Regions from separate parts of the Drosophila melanogaster genome. Here region 1 is linked to region 2. Evidence: chromatin contacts called from public Hi-C data. All regions are on one chromosome and are shown on one strand. Each heading gives the region's core, a stretch centred on a gene start, on an enhancer-like site or on the middle of the called end of the contact. The rest is flanking DNA. Distances are from core to core; before and after follow the strand shown.

The links. A called contact is a pair of places that touch in the nucleus more often than the background predicts.
Region 1: a contact with region 2 is called in a Hi-C map of the Kc167 cell line, with 1.6 times the contacts expected there. The contact joins two enhancer-like sites. A contact is called at or near these places in 1 of 107 Hi-C or Micro-C datasets (the Kc167 cell line) and 1 of 6 datasets of contacts at active chromatin or transcription factors (the Kc167 cell line).

Annotation. Positions count from the first base shown.
Region 1 is chr3L:18,780,585-18,783,603 of dm6, reverse strand. All of the region lies in intron 2 of ftz-f1 (ftz transcription factor 1), which reads left to right. The region is part of intron 2 of lncRNA:CR45939 (long non-coding RNA:CR45939); the gene reads left to right. Among named protein-coding and RNA genes, the nearest start is that of ftz-f1, 19 kb to the left of the region's middle. Within about 2 kb of position 1,658, at least 27 of the 39 cell types and tissues checked have an H3K27ac peak or open chromatin away from gene starts, as enhancers often do. A contact at or near this core is called in the Kc167 cell line, where this site is marked.
Region 2 is chr3L:17,921,178-17,924,040 of dm6, reverse strand. No RefSeq gene overlaps it. Among named protein-coding and RNA genes, the nearest start is that of CG5290, 10 kb to the right of the region's middle. Within about 2 kb of position 1,345, at least 24 of the 39 cell types and tissues checked have an H3K27ac peak or open chromatin away from gene starts, as enhancers often do. A contact at or near this core is called in the Kc167 cell line, where this site is marked.

The DNA of each region.
Region 1 (3,019 bases), core at 409-2,908, 860 kb before region 2:
TCGAGCAAATCAACAACAGACGACATATAAATGCAATATTTACAACGATTTTTCCGTTCAGCTTATTGCAATTGAAATTCCAGGCGGGGATTAGTCAGCTATTAGCACGTGGTCACCAGGCCAACTGAGATATGAATAAAATAAGGGGAATTCCATGGAACAGCGAAAGGGAAGGAAAGGGAAAAGAAGAGGAGTCATCCTAAAAAGGGAAAGTGAATGACGTTGGGAAAGTGAAAAGGATTTAATAATGTGAACAAGTCGGCTAAAAATAATATTTTGTTTATCATATAAGTATAAAACCTGTAAAGTTTATAAATATATATGTATAATATGTATGTATATACAAGAAATATTTATGTTCTTTAGAAAAAATCGCGTATACGACCTGTGGTCAGCTTTTTACTTTGGTTTCAGTTTTTGTTCTATTGGAAAATGCAATTTTGGGAAACAATAGATCATTTTATTAATTTAACAATGTATTTTAAAATACGCTAATTATATTTTAAATGTTTTATTCAAAAAATCTACCATAAATGTTTAGCAACATCATAATAAAGCGAATGATTTCAGAATGATGATCACCCAGCCCAAAAAAATTCTTTCCATATTAACTCAACAAAGTGATTGATTAGTATAAATAAATAACTGAGCAAAGCATGGCAATCAAAAAAGCCCCATTGAGCCACACCTGTTCCACGGCACCTTTCGATTGGTGATGATATTCCACATGACAGACAAGATAGACCGACGGACTGCGAAGTCAGCGTCGCCGTTGCCGATCTACAGAAATAACAAAAAAAAAAAAAAAAAAAAAAAAAAGAAGCAACACTCACTCAGCTGACCTCATTACAAATGTGCTATAACAAATATAATAATGGCTAATGAAATTAACAACGCAAAATAGTAGAGGCAAATTAAATATTAAATATTGTATAATTTATACGCGTTAATTTATTACGTTTTCGCCAAAAAGGTTTGAACAGGTTGCGTGAAAAAAGTGAAATAATGATGGGAAGGAGGGGAAGTAGGGGAGGGAGGGTATATGGGTGGTATGCGTAATTTATTGCGCATTGAAAAAGTGCACTTTGACTAAATGTGTGCATTACGAGTTTTCTGAAGCGCACTGAAAATAAATTAAATAGCAATCAGGACTTGTTTAAAAGTGTTTTTATCTTTTTTTTTTTGTATTTGATTAGTGAAGATAAAAGTCAGATAATAAATAAATGCAAACTTTTAGGATGTTAAAATCCTCTGCCAGTTGTATATTTATGGGTTTTTATTGCTCATCTGAATGATTACAGTCCTCTTGTACTATACTGCTAATGAGTATAATCTTATAATGTATCCAAGTTATGTTCTTATTCCTATATACATTAACTAAAACGAACAGTACATAATAAATCTGATATCTTAACTATTTAATTATGTTCAAGAAGCGTTTTACTTTACAAATCGATTTTTTTCTTGTAAGGTATGCTTTTTTTTTCTTAGTGTAGACGGACACATTTATATATAGAAATACACTATTATACAAATCTACATTAAGCTGACCTCCTCCTCGAGCGGCTCGCTGCGACGGCGACGCTGGCAGAGGCTGTGGCAGCAGCGCTGGCAGCGGCGAATTGCGGTCGAAACCGTCCCTGGGCGAATCTGTATCTGTGTGTGTGAGTGTGCTTTGTATCTGTGCGCGTGTGTGCTTGTGTGTGTGTGCGGCATATGAAAAGTGTGTCAAGGTTTTTTGAATAATATTTTGTGCAGCGTTAACGCGACGTCCGCAGAGAAAACGTTGCTGTTGTTTTTGTCTCTTTTTCCCTTGTTGTTGCTGCTCTCGATTGTTGTTGTTGCTATTGTTGCTGGCATTTTGTTGTAATCGCCGTTGTTGCCATGTTTGCTCTTTTCATTGTGCCACTCCCCCTCCCCTTTCGCCATCCGCCACCCATCGCCCACCCAACCCCCTTTTGTGTTTGCTCATTTCACACTGTCATCGTTTCTTCTTCTCGCATTTTATTTGTACTTAATTTTGCTTTGTGGACAACACATTACTTGCGCTATTATTTATTGTTTACTTTTTAATACTGACTTCTTTATATTCAATTTAATTGAGATTCGCGGCTTTAATTCGTCAATCAACCGCATTTCTTTCGCTCTTTATCTTTTGTATTTGGGCAGTGTGCGATAAGAAAAGCGAAATGGAGACGATTGTAGTAATGGTGTAATCGGAATGTGGGTGGCGCGATTTATTTCCGTGGGCTTTTTACTTTCCGTGGGGTAGGCTTAATCCGGCGTAAAGTTGCTGGAGAGTTGGCATAACCCACATGGGAGTGTGTTGCCAAACCTTTTCCTCTAACTCGCCCAATTAGCGTTCTTTATTTTTTTTGGGAAAGCCGAAACGAAGAAAACCGAAACACAAACGCAAACCGTTGTTTGCCTAAGTCGGTTATTTATGGGCACATATTTTTACCGCCTGGCAACTGATTCAAATATCCAGGTAAAAGTTGGAATTGTTAGGTTGGAAGGTGTTCACACATGAACACGAATATATTTAAAGACTTACAATTTTGGGCTCCGTTCATATCTTATGTAAATGAATCGAGAGCGATAAATTATATTTAGGATTTTGTTATCTAAGGCGACATGGGTGCATTGCTCAAAAACATGTAATTTAAGTGCACACTACATGAGTCAGTCACTTGAGATCGTTCCCCGCCTCCTAAAATAGTCCCTTAGTGGGAGACCACAGATAAGGTCCTCGCCGCTCAAGATAGGCAGATGTGCCCGAGCGTGGGACCTCGATAAGGCGGGGACTATTTACTTAGGCCTCTGCGTAGGCCATTTACTTTAAGATGCGATTCTCATGTCACCTATTTAAACCGAAGATATTTCCAAATAAAATCAGTTTCTTACAAAAACTCAACGAGTAAAATCTTCTTATTTGGGATTTTACATTTGGTCAATCGAGCCTTTAATCGACTCTGCAGTTTCCCCCTACCAAAGGTAAGGAACTCAGAGAAAGGCCAGC
Region 2 (2,863 bases), core at 96-2,595:
TATCAGCGCGATTTACGATTCCGATTTTGATTCCAATACCGATTCCGATCTCGGTTTCATTTTTCCTCGGCCCCCAATGACAAATGACAGCCTTAGTTTCAGGCGTTGGGGACAGCCCATCAATCGTGGCCAACTTCCTCAACGGCTCCACTACCAATTAATCACAGCTTAATCAGCGAAATTATTTATTTATTAGCCCCCGAAAAGTGCCAACATAATCTGAAAAATGCGCTAAGTGATTTAATGTCGCTGATTCGATTTGCCAAATTCGTTTGCAGATAACCCCTTTATTCGCTAATTTGCAAAGATTGTATTGAGTTAAGAAGAATTTTTGGTTCTTTAATATAATGGATTAGTAAATGATACTAACATTTATTTAATACTGATTTATTATTGAAGTGAATAAATATTATTTTTTTATTATATTCTTTGTTTATAGGTGAAACCCACATGCGAAATACGTTATCTCCCTGTTATTAAATGGAAAATGTTTTGATTTTCTTTATATATGACGAAATATTTCGCAAAAATTAAATCAGCTCAGTTTATATATGTATTATTTACTTGTCTATTATTTTTACAAGAAAGCTAAAACTTATACATACGAAAAACTCTTTAAAGACATTATAAGTTTTCATTCTAGGTTTAATATGATAATTATCAGATTAAAATTGATCTGTTTAAGAAAAGCTTCATTTCATACAGCAGCTTTTGAGTATCTATATTGGAATTCATTTATAAAATTAGTAATAGATCTTTTCAATAATAATTTGAGATTGCAAATGTAGAGTTGAATAAATAGAAAATAATACTAAATATCCTATTGGGCCTTCGTTTAATTATTTTCCAAGGTAAATTTAAAGAGCTTTAATCTTAGAATCTAGCACAAATGAGACCATCATCGAGCAGCGGCCACTTAAAATTATTACTTCAGTCTGAGCCAGTTTTTACTTCAGAAGCTTTTTGCAGGTTCGCAAATTTATCGACGTTCTGTCTGGCACGGCAACCACTGCGCACACAGATACTCACACACCCACAGACGCACAATTAGACTCGCAGGCACACACACACACACACACGCACACACACACCTATTGACAAACGTCCGTCTCACAAAAAAAAAGGAATGAAAAAACGTAACCTTGATCTTGGCAATGTGATAACCTAACCTTGAACAGTGTATTTGATTTTTGTTGTCTCTGGCTTTGCTTTGTGTTTGTTTTTTGTTCACTTTTTGCTTTTTCTTTTTCTTTTGTATACATTTTAATGCCTTTTTACTGTGTCTGGCTGCTGGATTTTATTTTAGAATCTGCTCTTTACCCAGCGCTGTCTGCACTTTCAATTAAGACCCCACCCCCCCGTAGAACACGCCACCACCCCCAGCAGCGCCCACTTCCCTTTGGCGCCAAGCAGCCAAAAAAGCCAAAAGGGGCAGCAGAGAAGATCAGCTCAGCAGCTATAGCGATTAACGATAAGCGACAGCTGCTGGTCAAGCGTTTTCGGCTTCCGCTTTGCAACGACTTTGGAAAAATAAATAAAACAAAGCCCGGCTCGAAGCAGATACAAAAACTACTCACCGCCATCCAAGTTCAGCTCATTAATTAAAAGCACGAGCGAGCCCCCAGCGCTGATTATTCAGATCTTTTATTTTATGAGTCGTTGTGATTGGAAACGACCCTCTCGCTCCGACACCATATCGCTGTCTCTATCTGACGCACGTTGGCGCCGTGATGAACGGGCTTAAATGGAAAAGAGCCACGGCCTAATCTGCGGATTCTGCGATCTTGTGCCATCTGATCTGGAAAATGTCAAGTTCGCAACTCAAAAAGTATGAGCAATGCCAGTGAGTCGTGACCAAATGGAGGTGTTTCAAATATTTCAGTCATATAAGAATGAATATTGAAATCATAGAACGGGGGTCTTTGTTATTATTAATTAAATATATATATAATGTTAGACAAAGCAATAAAAAATAATAAACTTGCTATTACATTTAACAAGCTAACAAGTACGCCAAAGTATTTCATATCTTATCAGTATGAATTATGTATCATTATGCTTGATCATGATAAGAATTAGTGACAAGAATTAAACTTGAAATGTCAAAATATACATATTTGTATATATATGTATTTCTTAATCTTTTCCTAAGAATCAAAATCTTTGCGATCTTAAAATTCTGAAGTGTAGTGCATTATTTCTCCCCCAAAATACTCCACATTTCGCTTTCTTTCAGCTTTCATTGCCCCCACTTATCGTTCGCTTTCGACATTCTGTCAGATTGGCCCATAATCAGTTTGATTTTATTTCAGTTGAGTTCGCTTATTCATTGTACGCTGGCTGGCTTATTTTTCTGATTGTCATGGCGCGTCCTTGACCTTGGCCATAAACCCGAATTTTGAGCTTCACTTTGTTCCCTATTTGCTTCTTTCTTTTCAAAGCTGTTTTCGAGGCGGTTTTTGTACGCGAGTTTCTGTTTGGGGACTGCTGTTTGCTAAATTATCGCTTATTATTCAGTGTGGCATTTGTTGATTTTAATTTTGTTAATTAGATAAATAGAAATGTGTTGTTCGGTACCGGGCCGGGGGACTTTCCATGCTAACCTTCACCTTGCTGTTATTTGCTAATATTTTGCCAAATAAATCAGTTTGGCCATAAAATTCTAAGTAAATAAGCTAGGAGGCAAAAACAAACGACGCCAAGTAATTCAGTAAGTGAAAATAAAATTGGAAAATAAACATACAGATGTACAACGCGGCTGAATCCAAAGTTCGAGTACATTTGGTGGAAAAAATGATATTAAAAATTCCGTGCCAATGTTCTGACTCTGATTTCAATGCACTTTTTTTTTACTTTTTATTAT